2 separate regions of the Mus musculus genome follow, and region 2 is linked to region 1. A link is a contact called in public Hi-C data. All regions are on one chromosome and are shown on one strand. The core of a region is the stretch at or near the end of the contact, and the rest is flanking DNA. Distances in the headings are between cores, read along the strand shown. Region 1 has its middle 15 kb from the start of Gm40683. Region 2 holds the start of Cabcoco1 (ciliary associated calcium binding coiled-coil 1).

Region 1 (2,941 bases), core at 296-2,795:
TGATTTTGATGTCAGACTCAAACTAGAATTCTACTGGCTCTTGCCATAGAGAAGGAGGAGGTGGAGCAAGGATTTATAAATGAGAACAGTGGAGGACGTCACGGAGCCAGGGAGCAGACAGATACACATGTGGAGCAAGCCTAAACTCAGCTTCAATCATTTCTCATACCGAGAAGTGTGCTGGTCCATGCTGACCCCTCCCCAGAAATCACAAATCTGCAGATTTTCATTTAAATACTAGTAACTGGGGGTTCCTCACAAGTGGTCTTGCCAGACGCAGCAGTCTGCATGAAATGTCACCAGAAAAGTCCAAGAGGTGTAGTCTACCTTGACTTAACCTTCAGGAATTCAAGGTAATGTACACACACACACACACACACACACACACACACACACACACACACACACACATTCCCTGTAAAGCAATGTTCTCAACCTTCCTAATGCTGCAACTCTTCAATGCAGTTCCTCATGCCGTGGTGACCCCCCTCCCACCTCAACCATAAAATTATTTTTGTTGCTACTTCATAACTACAATTTCACCACTGTTATGAATCTTGATGTAAATATCTGGTATGCAGGATATCTGATACATGACCCAGGTGAAGTGGCCATTCGACCTCCAAAGGCGTTGCAACATCCAGGTTGAGAACTGCTACTTAAAGCATAAAACCAAGCGGAGGCCCGCATGAAGCACAGTAAGCATGTATGTCACATGAAATGCCTGGCCTCCTGCTTTCATTTCTGCAGCTTCCCAGAGCCCAGCCAAGCCCATGTCCACTCCAGAGAGTGCGGAATGTCCTGCCACATTGCTAACTTCAAGTATTTAACACAGGGTGAACTTCTAAACAAGAGCTTAACCTCTTCCTAAGCAAGGAGACCTGGTTATGCATTGGTCGGATATGTTCCTTCTTTTTCTCCTGGCTTCAAGGTAGCCATTCAAATATTTTTAACATCTTCAGAAACCTCCAGGTCATCTTGTTTCCTGCCGTGATGGCCATGAAGGGCTCATGACAAGAAACTGTTTCCTGTACCTCGAAGAAAGTTCTCACTGGGTCGTTGCCAGATGAGTGATTTCTTCATCGCTTCTGTTCTTCCTCTGTCCTTAACTCCCACTTGCAGTCAATCTGGGATCTAGGGTTTTTTCCTAAGACATGCCTCTGGAGGCCATTGAGCTCATCTGAACACTTCCATCTATGTTGAGAAATCCTCTCTTTTATCAGTCGCTTATACTACAAAATCGATGCCCATCGTTCATCTGAAGGAAGCAACAGATTCACATGGCTTCTCTCTCCATGTTCCTGGACAGTTGCAATATAATGAGACTGATACTCTCATTGAGGTGTATTCACTCATAAAAGTCTGCAGGCAAAGGGTCTTGAACTGATCCAACAAAGAACGGGCTTTTCCCACTGTAGAGAAAGAAGGTGAGAACTGTTAACTATCATCGTCACTCTGCAAAAATTACCGTTGGAAAGGCCCACATTCGAGTGACAGCTCCCCTGGGAAGGTTACTTCCTCATTACAGCCTTGCTTCATTGATTGATCTACAAAGACGAAATAAAATGAATGAAGTAAACAGTGCGCTGAGTGCTCAGCACACCTCTGGCTTTTATTGGAGTACCTGTTGCTTTTATTCTAGAAACATCTCATGCGTTATCTAAATTCTACTTGAGTCGCTGACTTTTCTTTGAGGCTACTATTCACCCCAAGCCCACAATCTTGCCCCCTTTCAAACTCTGATGCAATTGATCTTAATCTCACCTGTATGGCCTTCCCCCTTGCCATCCCATAATGCCTGGCCCATAGATGGTACATGTTTGTGGAGTTTTAAATTGTCCCCATCTGGCCTCTCTTGTTTAATCTGAATGCAGGCCCTTTCTTTACTTTCTGTCTCTCTGCCAGGCTAACAGGAATACTATACAACCAAGACAACTGGATAATCAGGTAACTACCATGTCCCTGAGACTGGGGGACAGTACATTGCTCCTCATTTAACCAAAACTACACAGAACTTCCTTGCTTGCTCTATGGATACTCATTGACTCATCTTCTACCTATTTATAGGTACAAGTCCTTGGATATAAGCTGAGGAATGGGGTGGATGTCATCTTTACTCCTTGCTCTCAGGGAGGTGACATGCCAGTCTGGAAAGATGGTCTGTGCGATCATCTTGTTGTCCATTTGACTGGATCTAGAACCAACTGAAAGACAAGCTGTTGGCCAACACCTGTGAAGAATGCTCTTTATTTGGTAATAGGAAGTAGGAAAACCTGCCACAGATACAGATGGCTCCTTCTGCTGTCATCACGGGCAGCGGAGAGATGTGAAGAAAAGGCTTTGCTTTTTGCCCACACATCTTCCCGCTCAAGGCTGAGCTCCTATACACCATTGCATCCCTTCCCTGATACGAGAACCAGCTTCTCCCAGCTCCAGCATGGACTGGAGACAACTGTCTGCCTAGGGATGCACTAGGCTGTCAGCACCAGCTTTGCAGACTGAGTTACTCCCAAGTTCTAAACCTTAGGCTACCAAGATCCTCTGGTACATGCCAATCTAATGAATCTCCCTTGGATATATAGTCAGTCTTCGTATTCTGTTCTTCTAGAGAGCCCTTGTGGTCACAACAGTAAGCCAGCCACCTGAATGAGGATAGCTGTACACATGCTACAAAGGGACAATACAGTCAGGTTCATCTCAGGGCTAGATAGCTCATTATTCTGTCACATCTAATCTCTCCTTCTGTCACATCTAATCTCTCCTATCTTTCTATCCTTTTCACTCTTGAGCCAATTTCCCTAAGTCAAATTCCCTTAAAACCAAATCACAATGTCATCTTTTCATCAAAAGGAGATGAATTAGAGACAGAAGCCAGAACCACAGTAGGCATATGGAGAGATTTCTATACACATGAGAGCATGATTCAATAGACTTTATCTTA
Region 2 (2,941 bases), core at 322-2,821, 170 kb before region 1:
ATTGCCAAAGAGAGGGCAAAAGAACTAAAGGCCAGCTAAATCCGTCCCACGGTCGGAGGAAACCACAAACTACTCTTAGGAGAAATAAATGTGTTTGCAGTTTAGCAAGCACTAAATTGCAGGAATGTGAGCCATTCAACTTCACAGAAGGTGGCTAGCTGCATTCCATTTCTTTGGAGTAAAGATCAAAAGGAAAAAAAAAAGAGAGAGAAAAATATTAAACACTTTAATGAGTTTGGAAGTTGGTGGCTCATAGTAAGTCTGGCAATAACTATGAATTGACTGTATTTTCACTAATTGAACACATTCTAAAATCCTTTTAAAGTGGGGTTAAAAGTCATAGCCATGTTGTTGAGTTAATACTTTGTACTGAGAACTCAGTCAGTCCCTCGAAGAGTAAAAATTCCAAGGAAAAGCGACATTACAACCTGCTTGAAGAGATGGAATGTCTGTGAATTAAGCTACAGATGACTCTTGAATAGAGGTGGGCTATACCAGGATTTGGGTTGTTTAAACTACGAAAACACTTGAGGGACAGACATGGTTATAAAGCTACGTACAAGAACATGTTAAATTTTCTCTGAAAGGCAACTGGAGAGAAGCATTCTGATTTGGTAAGCTGGTGGCTTTGCACAGCATGTATCCAGCCAGGAAAGTTTAACACAGACACCAGCACTGTGAACACTAGGAGGTGACAAGATCCCCTGAACATTTCTAATACAATAATCGGTTTGATCTCTTTGGAAAGCTTTGAAGCCGTTAGGGGTTGGGATTTTGTTGTATGCGTGGAGGAACCGACCCCGTAGTGTATGGATTTGACAGTAAGCGTCTTGCGTGGGTAGCAGCCTCCAAGCAGGTAAATGTATGGTGCATCCCGCAGCCAAAGGAAGCATTGAATAACCAAAAAATATCCAAATATGTAGGATCGGGCTTGTAGCTCAGTGGTTAAGGTGTTTACCCAGGACTCGGGTGACACTGGGTTCAGTGTGTGCTTGCATAAATTGGGTATGGTGCCCTTGATTGTAAGCTCTTGGGAGCTGGAGGTAGGAGGTCAGCAATTCAAGATCCTCTTCAGCCTGGGCTACCAAGGTGGAGTGGGTGGAGGGAGGCTCTTCATACTCCCAATCTAATACCTCCTTGTTTAGAGTCTTTGTATTATGGAAATTTCAAACAGTTGCTAGAGGAGACAGTGTTCTAACCCCACCTCTTCCGCAATTTTAATTCACAAGTCCATTTGCCTCTCTCGGTATTTTGAAGTAAGTTGCAGATTGCCCCTTCCATCACTAGCTAAATATACACCTCTAAAATTAGAGTCAGTTTTTCCTACTGAAGACCACAATGCCACGGATCAGACTTTTAAACGTTATAAAAATTGCTTAAGATCAACCATTAAGAGCCAGAGCCCCCAAATCGCTTATCGTCTCCCTTTTAGAGTTAGCTTTCTGTGTCAACTCCAGAATTGCTTCTGAAGTAAATTTCTCAGTTTCCACTGTAATTCGAGCAGCAGGTGGCCTCACGGGCTCCCGTGAGTGGGCGGGGCCTGAGCTTCGGTTAGGCGTCACTGCCTCCCACCACGGTTGCCTTGGCGATGAAGGCTGCTTCCTCTAAAGAAAACGTGTCAGGGTCGTCCACAGGATTGACCTCCTGGGCGTTGACCACCCCTGGGGTGTCGCCAGTAGGCAGCACTTCTGACTCTGAGGTATGTGTCCCTTTCCGGGAAGTCCAGTACCGGGTCCTTGGCTAACACCAAGGTCACTCAAGGTCAAGGTCAGAGCTGCCTGGGACTCAAGCGGTAAAGGCTTGCAAGCTGATCCTTGGGGCAGAGGTCTCCAGGACCCCTGAAGCTCACACAGACCCTGTGAGCTTACTCTGGAAAGTTCCAGGCTCACGCAGCCTCACAGATATGCAAATCTTTAACTGGAAAAACAAAAAGTAATCTCTGATCTTAAAGGGGACCCGTCCCTTTTTGCAAGTGCCATTGATTGACTGGGAAGATCAACAACTGTTCAAAGGGTGTTAAAGATTGCTGCTTTCTGAGTGAGTCATGGTTAGTTTCTGTTGTCACCTGTCCCTGTCCCAGGAGACAAGACCAAACACCCTGAGCTGAGAGTCTGTTCTCTGCCCCTGGCCTCATGGCTCATAGTGAATTTGTCCCTGGTACTCCAGGGACCTCTTGGGTAACACAAGGTCATCTACCACCCCCTCCTAGCACCAGCTATCAATGTGTGTGGAGCATTAACTCATCGTGACCCTAGACTTAATGCTTAAAGGGTTATTACTATTGCATTTTCACTTATTTGTGGGTGGGTGGATGAAAGTCCCAGTCCCAGTGCTCAGTGTGGAAGTCAGAGGACCACTTGATGGTTGTCCATATGCGTCCTAGTGATGAAGGTCAGGTGTTCAGTTTTGGCAGAAGGTGCTGCACTCCTTGCTAAGAATTTAACCGCAAGTGCATCAGCTAAGCCATCTTTTTTTTTTTTTTACTGTTTAAATCTCCTCACTGAGTCTATCAAGTACAGTTTCCATGAGGTTATTTTTTCCCTTCCTTTTTTTTTTTAAAGACTCTGAGGAGTGAATAATGAAGTGTTAATTAACACAGCTTTGTTCAGCTTCCATATTAGTCCAAACAACAACAGTCTTTGTGAAGAAGATAAGTATTTCGCTGCAGACTCAGCAGTCAGGAAGCACAAAGCCAGTAATTTCATGCCTTCCTCTTCAACAAGGGAGCAAGCAAGCCAGTCCCACTCCACCCCCTCCAAGTCCCCCAGTACTGCAGGCAGACCGCTAAGCCTGCAGGGTCTCCCATGAGCCTTTCTAAATAAAATTAGCATACATTAAATGCACATTTTAACATGATAAACTGGATCCTAAGCTCATTCCTCCCTTGTGATCGCTAATGTAAGTTAACATAATTTTTAAACCAGCATAGAAAACTTTCCAA

Evidence for each region. A called contact is a pair of places that touch in the nucleus more often than the background predicts.
Region 2: a contact with region 1 is called in a Hi-C map of B cells, with 1.9 times the contacts expected there. The contact joins the promoter of Cabcoco1 here to the enhancer-like site in region 1. A contact is called at or near these places in 4 of 39 promoter capture datasets (3T3-L1-derived adipocytes, liver, neutrophils and 1 more), 3 of 484 Hi-C or Micro-C datasets (B cells, epidermal suprabasal cells and nephron progenitors) and 1 of 115 datasets of contacts at active chromatin or transcription factors (pancreatic cancer cells).

The regions. Positions count from the first base shown.
Region 1 is chr10:68,369,750-68,372,690 of GRCm38.p6, reverse strand. No RefSeq gene overlaps it. Among named protein-coding and RNA genes, the nearest start is that of Gm40683, 15 kb to the left of the region's middle. Within about 2 kb of position 1,545, at least 5 of the 459 cell types and tissues checked have an H3K27ac peak or open chromatin away from gene starts, as enhancers often do. A contact at or near this core is called in B cells, where this site is marked.
Region 2 is chr10:68,540,505-68,543,445 of GRCm38.p6, reverse strand. Cabcoco1 (ciliary associated calcium binding coiled-coil 1) reads left to right here and starts at 1,571. Exons shown (of 8, transcript NM_028491.1): 1 at 1,571-1,699. The coding sequence starts at 1,589.